3 separate regions of the Hordeum vulgare genome follow, and all the other regions are linked to region 3. A link is a contact called in public Hi-C data. All regions are on one chromosome and are shown on one strand. The core of a region is the stretch at or near the end of the contact, and the rest is flanking DNA. Distances in the headings are between cores, read along the strand shown. Region 1 holds the start of LOC123445492 (probable calcium-binding protein CML10). Region 2 holds the start of LOC123442180 (calmodulin binding protein PICBP-like). Region 3 holds the start of LOC123440936 (probable glutathione S-transferase).

What was found. A called contact is a pair of places that touch in the nucleus more often than the background predicts.
Region 1: a Hi-C map of an unstated tissue shows a contact between it and region 3, with 5 times the contacts expected there. The contact joins the promoter of LOC123445492 here to the promoter of LOC123440936 in region 3. A contact is called at or near these places in 4 of 6 Hi-C or Micro-C datasets (leaf, seedling and an unstated tissue).
Region 2: a Hi-C map of seedling shows a contact between it and region 3, with 2.5 times the contacts expected there. The contact joins the promoter of LOC123442180 here to the promoter of LOC123440936 in region 3. A contact is called at or near these places in 2 of 6 Hi-C or Micro-C datasets (leaf and seedling).

Annotation. Positions count from the first base shown.
Region 1 is chr3H:596,673,430-596,676,192 of MorexV3_pseudomolecules_assembly, forward strand. It overlaps LOC123445492 (probable calcium-binding protein CML10), which reads right to left and starts at 1,398. Exons shown (of 1, transcript XM_045122484.1): 1 at 420-1,398. The coding sequence starts at 1,294. The coding sequence ends at 719.
Region 2 is chr3H:597,001,307-597,004,049 of MorexV3_pseudomolecules_assembly, forward strand. LOC123442180 (calmodulin binding protein PICBP-like) reads right to left here and starts at 1,375. Exons shown (of 3, transcript XM_045118249.1): 1 at 484-1,375; 2 at 1-375. The coding sequence starts at 1,375.
Region 3 is chr3H:596,806,085-596,808,784 of MorexV3_pseudomolecules_assembly, forward strand. LOC123440936 (probable glutathione S-transferase) reads left to right here and starts at 1,318. Exons shown (of 2, transcript XM_045117473.1): 1 at 1,318-1,814; 2 at 1,908-2,368. The coding sequence starts at 1,377. The coding sequence ends at 2,285.

The sequences.
Region 1 (2,763 bases), core at 148-2,647, 130 kb before region 3:
GTACACATATCAAATTCAGCTAATGAGTTGTACACAACGACACTTTTACAACAGCAAGAAAGCGGTACTGGTACTAGAAACGAGTAGGCAGTAAATATTTGTCAACAACTAAAAAGTCTCGAACCTGCTGCCGGGGTCTAGAATTCCGGATCCACTTGAATAATCCATGCTCTGAACACGAGGACCCTCTTGGACGCGACTGCGAAACCAAACAAGAAGACGAGGAGCTGCAGTTTCCAGGCTACGGGCGTCCATACATCCATCCATCCGGATTCGAAACAGAAAAACAGATCCAGACATCCCAATCATCTAGAAATAATAATCTGGTCCACACAAGTAACCACCCACAGCTCACAAACGCGTGAAAAGAAGTTGAAACCGAAAGCAGAGATGACATCGAACAACAATGCTGCAAAGTGTCCATTAAAACCATATCAATTCCTTTGATCTCAGATCCATATCCGCGAGACAAATTACTCGCTTCAGACGACATTTGTAGATAGTTATTATTACTCGGCACCACGAAGGGAAGAAACGAAGAGAAAGAAGCAAAGAATCTGCTAACGTACTAGTACTACGCTCTAGTAATGGCCGCCCTTTTAATCCTTGAGTTATGTACACTTAATTCGCACTTAATCCGCGCCGCACGCACGCACACACGCGAGAGGACGAAATCGATGAAGGAACCAAGAAGAGGATGGAGGGAGGGAGGGAGAGATCATGCCATCTTGGCGGCGAAGCCGGAGGCCATCATGACCTTGAACTCGTCGAAGGAGATGAGGCCGTCGCCGTTCTTATCGACGCCCTCGATCATGCGGCGGCACTGCTGGACCGTGGCCTTCTCGCCGAGGCCGTGGAGCACGCGCGCCAGCTCGGCGGCGGAGATGGCGCCGCTGCCGTCCGCGTCGAACACCTTGAAGGCGAGCCGCAGGTCCTCCTCGTCGTCGCCCGCCGCGGTCGCGTTCAGCGCCGCGAACTCCGCCAGGCTGATGAAGCCGTCGCCGTCCGCGTCCGCCTCCGCCATCATGCGGGACAGCTCGTCGTCGGTCGCCGCGTGGCCCAGGCTCTCGAAGAGGGCCGCCAGCTCCGGCCGCGAGATCCGGCCGTCGCCGTTGGCGTCGAACTTGCGGAACACCCGCTCCATCTCCTCCTCCGCCGTCCGCGCCGGGGACCCCGCGCCCGACGCCGCCCGGTCCCCCTCCTCCTCCTGCTGCTGCGGCGGCGGCGGCGAGGAAGACCGCGACTTGGAGGACGAGCGGCGGCGGAACAGCGACGGCATCTTGATCTTGCCCATCGTCGTCTGCTTCCTTACCGGCGCTGGCAACGGCCGAAGAAACCCTTGTCTATGATTGGCTCGACTCGATTGGATTCGGTGGCGTGCTCGGCGGTGGTCGGTTGCAGGTTAGTTCCGGAGCGGGAGGTCGGGTATTTATAGAGGGGGTCGCGGGCGGGGGCGCCATTGATGAGGAATCGGAGGAAGGAACACAGGAAGGTGTGCGTGGCTAGCTGTGCGTGGGCCGCGCTGGAGGTTGCGCGTGCGCCCACTGACGGTGGGCCCGCGCGGGCCGGGCCCGTCGCGGTTTTTTTACCGGATTGCGCAAACGGCCGCGATGACCCTGTCCACGGGCGGCTGAGGCTCCCTCTCCCTCGTCCCTCCCCTTTGCGTACGTGCTGTGCTGTGGAATCCTTTTCCGGTGCGCCGGTGCGTCTCTTTCGCCGCGCCGGCAAGTCACCCCCACTCTGCATCTTGAACTCCGGCGAACGTTGGCCCTCGTCTCGACCCATGCTCGCTCGGTCCGTGGCCGATGGTTCTCCACGCTTCGTTTTGTGTTTTGTGTACATATATATATAGCCAATAGTTTGCCACGCTTCGGTCGTGCCAATCCACAAACTTGACGGACGCATGGGTCAACACAAGTGAGCCAACATTTGACAAAAAAATGAAGGTGGCATGTCTCTAATATTCCGTAAAGGAACATGATACTGTAGTTATCTATATGTGGCATAATGCCACAGTTTTTTCAACACAGTGAATCGTAGGTGCCAACATACAAATGCGTATACTCAATCCTATAAACACACACCTTATCTTTATGATCGACTTTAAAATACTTTAGTCGACAACGCATTTTGAAATTAACAAAATCACTGCAGGTGTCTTGTAGTTATCGTGAATGTCTTCTTTTCATTGAACAGATATGGCCGAAAGTCTAAAATAAATACTGTAAATGTGATCACCAATATTAAGTTTAGGACTTATTAAACACTAGTGAGTTGGTTGCATCTCAAGAAAACTAAACATTTATGCTCATTTCATCGTAAGAGCATCTCCAATGGCAACCCATAATTTTTCTCATGTATCTGTCCGCACACACGGACATGGAAGGATGCCATTCATCTGTAACTGCATATTTTTTGATAACAATTCAAACCAACCAGGCGAACTTTGTGCAAACCGGGCCAATTTTGATATAAACACGGCAATTTTCATTTAAATAGGATAATGTGTACGTAAAACCCTAAAGTACCCTACACTTGCCGACGACCTCGTACACCATGTCGGGTTGGCTAGCGGCTCCTCTGTCATTGTCGCCCGCTTCTTCGTCGAAGTCGGGCTTCACGCGACGAAAGGTGGCAGCATCGCGGCAGGGCTTCCCGGAAGCCACATGTTGCTCGCGGATGATCCTCTCTGCTCCTCCTCCATCGTGCATGGGGCAGCCGCAGCCATCGAAAATGTAGGTGAGGGGAGAGGCCGGTGGACCT
Region 2 (2,743 bases), core at 125-2,624, 200 kb after region 3:
CAGTTTCAAAGGCCTGGACAAGCATCTCCACCTTCCTCTTCTGAGCACGGGCCAGCTTGTTCACTGTCCTCCTAAGCGCATAGTCAACCATCCACTCCTCGGCATTCTTGCGATCATCGGCCATCTGATGCCTGAGATCAACCTTTTCAGCATCCGGATCAGGCACCACTGGAAGAAAGTTTGGGGCCCTGGGGTTGAATGCCCGGATTCGCTCCCCGCCTCTAGGTGTTCTTCTCCTGGACATGGTCAACCTGTTCCCCTGGCTGGTTGCCGCCCCATCAGCAGTAGGATCAGCACCCACATCTTGGAAATTCATCCCAGCAAATGCACTGGATATGTCGTCCATTGAGGAATCCACTGAAGAGCCGCCACAATCTGCAGGATTGCGACATTGTTCGCCGCCGATCAGCAGTTGTTTCTGGAATTCATTCAATGTGGTGGAAACTGGAAAGAAACGAACAAGTTCAGAAAGAGAAATTTCACCTTTGGACATATTGTTGTTGGCTTGGTATCTTGGACCCAGCTCCTCCGAGATATCAGACCTGCAGCAGGCAGCAGAGTCCTCCTCCTCCTTCTCCTCTGCTGCTTCTTGATCATCTTGGCGATTCCCCTCCTTGCGCCCGGTAGAGGGAGAGGGAGAGGTGGCGGTCGCTGGCAGGTCGGCGAAGCCATCCGAGATGACGTCGCTGGAGCCGCAGGAGCCGTCGACGGAGGCGCCCCACGTGTCCGTCCCGCCCCGGAGACCCCGGGGACCGAAGTTGACGTAGGGGGAGTCCACCTCCTCGGCGGAGAGGCCGCTGCAGCAGGAGCCCGAGCTGGCCGTCTTGGGGCGGGCGCCGGCGCCGGGACACGCCACCTGGAGGAAGAACCCGTCCCCTTTGCCGGCGGCATTGAATGAACTGGGATTGGGATTGGGATTGGTGTTGGTGCTGCGGAACGCGGAGACGCCCCTGTGCTTCATGCTCTGCTCCGTCTTGACGAGGCCCCTGCGCGAAGCCAGGAACGCCCCCAGCGGCGGCGGCGCGGGCGCGTGGCCCTTGTAGGAGCAGTAGGCGTACCGGCAGGCGCGGCGGCCCTCGCCGCCTCCACCGCAGAGGTCGCGGGCGCGGGCGCTCTTCTGCGCGGAGGAGCACGTCGGCCTGGCCGCCAGCGGCGTACCCCCGCCGAGCGCCGCCTCCTTGGGCACCACCGGCTGCGCGGCGGGAGCGGAGGGCGTCGCGGCAGCAAACTCCCGGCCGGTCCTCGAGCCGGAGCTGCTGGTCGGGCGCATGTACCCGGGCGGCGCCCCGCCCCCGGCGCGTGCGCGACCCCCGGTCGTGCGGACACCGCCGGCGGGATCTCCGGGCCTCCTGCGCGGCTGCTTGCAGTGCACCATGGCCTCCTCCTCTGGCGGCGGCGGCGGGCAAGAAAGGAAAGAAAGGCTAGGAGATGGAGATGGAGATGGAGATTGGGGTGGTGATCCTGGCGTGGGCGCGTGCGGGCAGAGGAATAAGGAAGGTCTTGATGGCGGCGAGATGGCGAGACGGTGGTGGATTCGGTCGGATCGGGAAGGGAAGGGAAGGGGGGAGGCGGCCGGGGTGGATGGATGCGTTTGGTTTTGGGTTCTTGGGGTTGGGGGGAGGTGGCGAGATTTTGAATGCCCTGGATCGATCGCGTGCGGTGCGGGGTACAGTATGAGTCGTGGAGTATATCCTCTGCGGGCGTGGGTCCTGTGTGCCGTGTATATGTATATCCTATGCCACCCCACACGCCACGCCGCATCCTGTTTTGCTCGGCTTGGAGGGTTTCATCGGTTTTGCGGCAGATCAGTTGCTGCTTGCTCTGGACTTTGCTGAGGCTTTTATGGCAACTCAGGTTTCACTTCTCCGGGGTTATCCTTGTGGTAACCGAGCTTAGGATAAGCATACTACTCCTTATTACGGTAACTGGGTACTACTCCCTCAGTTCCTAAATATAACACCTTCTAGAGATTACACTATAGACTACATACGGAGCAAAATGAGTGAATCTATACTCTAAAATATGTCTATATGCATCCGTATATAGTCCATAGTGTAATCTTTAAAAGGTCTTATATTTAGGAACGGAGGGAGTAGTGAATTTGGGATCATCTCTTGCGTCGCTTCAAGGCAACAAGTAATGTGTGTGATAATATCGGGCATGACATTTTTGAGGCGCACCTCATTCAAGCAATATAGGGTTTGCGCATTAATTCTTCCATAAATGGCAGTATTTATGCGCTATTCCCTCCGTAAGGAATTTTTTGTCATACGAGTGGATGTATCTAGATATATTTTAATTTTAGCAATGTATTCATTTCTTTCCATTTTTGCTGACAAGTAATTGGGGAGTATATCACAACTGTTAGGGTCCTCAGGTGTGTACGGTTAAATTACGTCTCTGCTCTAAAAACATCCTCCCGGGTTATTACAGCTTGTAGACGTAAAGCAAAAGGACTGATTGTACTAAACCACAAGATAAAGAAAAAAATGTGAAATTGAAGATGTTACCGGAATTTATTTTTGATAACGAAGAGGTGTGGCGATCGCCTTTTTTTCTCTATAAATGACTCATTGTAAACAACAAGATGAAAATATATAAAATTGATGCCATTACCAGAATTTATTTTCCGATAGAAACAAAGACCGAGCGGTCGACCTTTCCGTAGAAACGACCGGCATAATGTGGATGCTACTTCAAGACAAGTAGACTTGTGTCTTTGTGGACAAGAAGAAATGCACGA
Region 3 (2,700 bases), core at 68-2,567:
GCACGCATTAGGAATAGCCGGCCCCGGGTGGAAGGACGAAGTCAAACTTCTGCACCAGAGGCTCGCCTGCAACGCCGACCCACTAGCAACGCGCGTAACCAGGAGGATTAGGCGCCACATCGGATTTGGCAGTCCAAGTCCGGACGAAGGCAGTCCATGGCGGTCGGCCACCAAGCAGTGGTTAGGCTGGTTGTAATGGGTAGTATCGTATAGTAGTATCATGCATATGATACTAGTCTATGATACCACATCCGTAATGCATAGTATCATAGGATGGTTCATTTATTGCCATGTAAGACACAAAGTAGTACATCATTTAATATGATACGGTATCATGATATGATACTCAACCCTCTCTTTCTACATTTAATTCCATGACACATCATCGAATTTGCCTAGTTGGCATGCATGATACTACTTATGATACTTCTATTACGGACAGCCTTACATGCAAGCGACCTCCTCCGACAGTTCCACGTGAAGTGCAACGTCACCCCCGTCCAGCACCAAGGCTGTGACCATCATCCCGACATCCATCGCCTCATGCCCGAGGGGAGAGGACGCGGCAACCACCGCCCGAGACCCCGCACACCAGCAAGAGGGGGCTAGGCGGCTGGCCATCCAGGAGCACCCGCACCGGCCCGCTCATCACCGTGAACAGATGTCAGGCCGCACTTCCTGCAAGCGTCGACCTAGATCCAAGCCACCGTCGCCTCCCAGGGCATGCATCCACCCTCCACCGCACAGCCGTCCGCACTGCCGCCACACGCCACATCCTACGCCGTCAGCACGCATGGCCACACCGCCGCACCACACGCACGCGCCGCACCACCACCAGGAGGGGACGTCCCGCGCAGCGCCGTCCTGGCTGGAGGGAGAGAAGGTCCCGCCGCCTCCCACACCGACTGGGCTTTGCCCGTCGGCGCACGCTGCCGGCTGCGGGGGAGGGATGAGGAAAGGGAAGGGTGGAGAACGGCAGCGACCTAGGTTCTCCTCAGACGCCCGCGGGGGCAGCGCGAGGGAGGGGAAAGGGGTGGATTTTTTTTTTCATCCTACTCTCACAACCTTTTTCTAAGTTCTTCGGATGCCATTGCTCGCTTGGAAACGTACACAATAGTAGTACTACCACATTAATTGATACGCATGTCAAACAAAGTCACCATCGTTTTGGTAGATTATATTATCTCCTCTGTTTGATCTGCCCACTGCATTCTATATTGTCTAGGTAAACCAAATCGGTTGTCTGACCTGCACCTGCATCAATAACAGTGAGCATCGACCCGATTTCAATGACTCGGTTGAGACACAAATCTTTTTAATCTTTCTCCTTTTGACTGATAAGATAGTTGACTAAGCAAAACTACCAAAAGAATTGCATGTTAGTCCGATCTTTGCTGGACATCAAGAGGCATCAGCACCATTTGGATCAATCAGTTCCCATTAGACCTATAAATGTCGACATCCAAGCTAGTCTAGCACCCCTAGCAAGCTTATCGGCAATGGCGGAACCGGTGAAGCTCATCGGCGCCTTCGGCAGCCCGTTTGTCCACCGCGCTGAGGTGGCCCTGCGCCTCAAGGGCGTCCCATTTGAGCTCATCCTTGAAGACCTCAACAACAAAAGCGAGCTGCTGCTGAAGCACAACCCCATCCACAAGACGGTGCCGGTGCTCTTACACGGTGACCGGCCCGCCGTCTTAGAGTCCCTCCTCATCGTCGAATATGTGGACGAGGCCTTCGACGGCCCGCCGCTCCTCCCCGTTGACACCTACGGGAGGGCCATGGCACGCTTCTGGGCCCAGTTCATCGAGCAAAAGGTATGATTTTCTTCTCAAGTACCACACTTTCTTCACATACCGTGTACATGGCTGGCCATTCATGGCGGATCAACCTTGCCTATGTACATGAAGTGCTCGAGGCCGTTCTGGATGGCGGTGTGGATGGACGACGGGGAAGCGCGGGAGGGGTTCGTAAGGGAGACGAAGGCCAACCTGGCGCTGCTAGAGGCGCGGCTGCAGGGGAAGCGGTTCTTCGCCGGCGACGCGGTCGGGTATCTGGATCTGGCGGCTTGCGGGCTGTCGCACCTGCTCGGCGTGATAGAGGACGTTGCCGGGGCGAGCCTGGTTGATGCCGGCGAGTTCCCTGCGCTCCGCCGGTGGGCGGAGGACTACGTCTCCGATGCGACCGTCAGTGCATGCCTGCCGCCGAGGGAGCAGCTCGCCGCCCACTTCGCCGGGAAGAAGGACCGGATCAAGCTCGCCGTCAACGCAATGATGCAGGGAGCGTAGTTAGTCTGGTGTATGATTTGTCTGTGTTGTGTGTATTATTTGCCTACCGTCCGTGCTGAAATAAAGTTCATAGTTTTTCTTTATCTTTTTTTGAGTGGAAAACAAAGTTTACAGTTCATGTATACTACTCCCTTTGATTCATATTAATTGACCCTGTTTTAGTACAACTTTGGTAATTGATGCTGATTTAATATGGATCGAAGGGAGCAGTGGTATACTTGTTTATTTAGTTGCACTAAATTTTTGTTACGTCTTTTTGTTTCAAATTTATTTTTGTGTGTGTCACCAAGGTTTCGAATTTGGAAAGCAATAAAATTTTGCTGACCCTCGAAACTACCAAAAATTCATAAATTTTGAACATTATTTCAGACAAACCAATGTTTTTTTATTTGAATTTAAATAATTAGATATATTT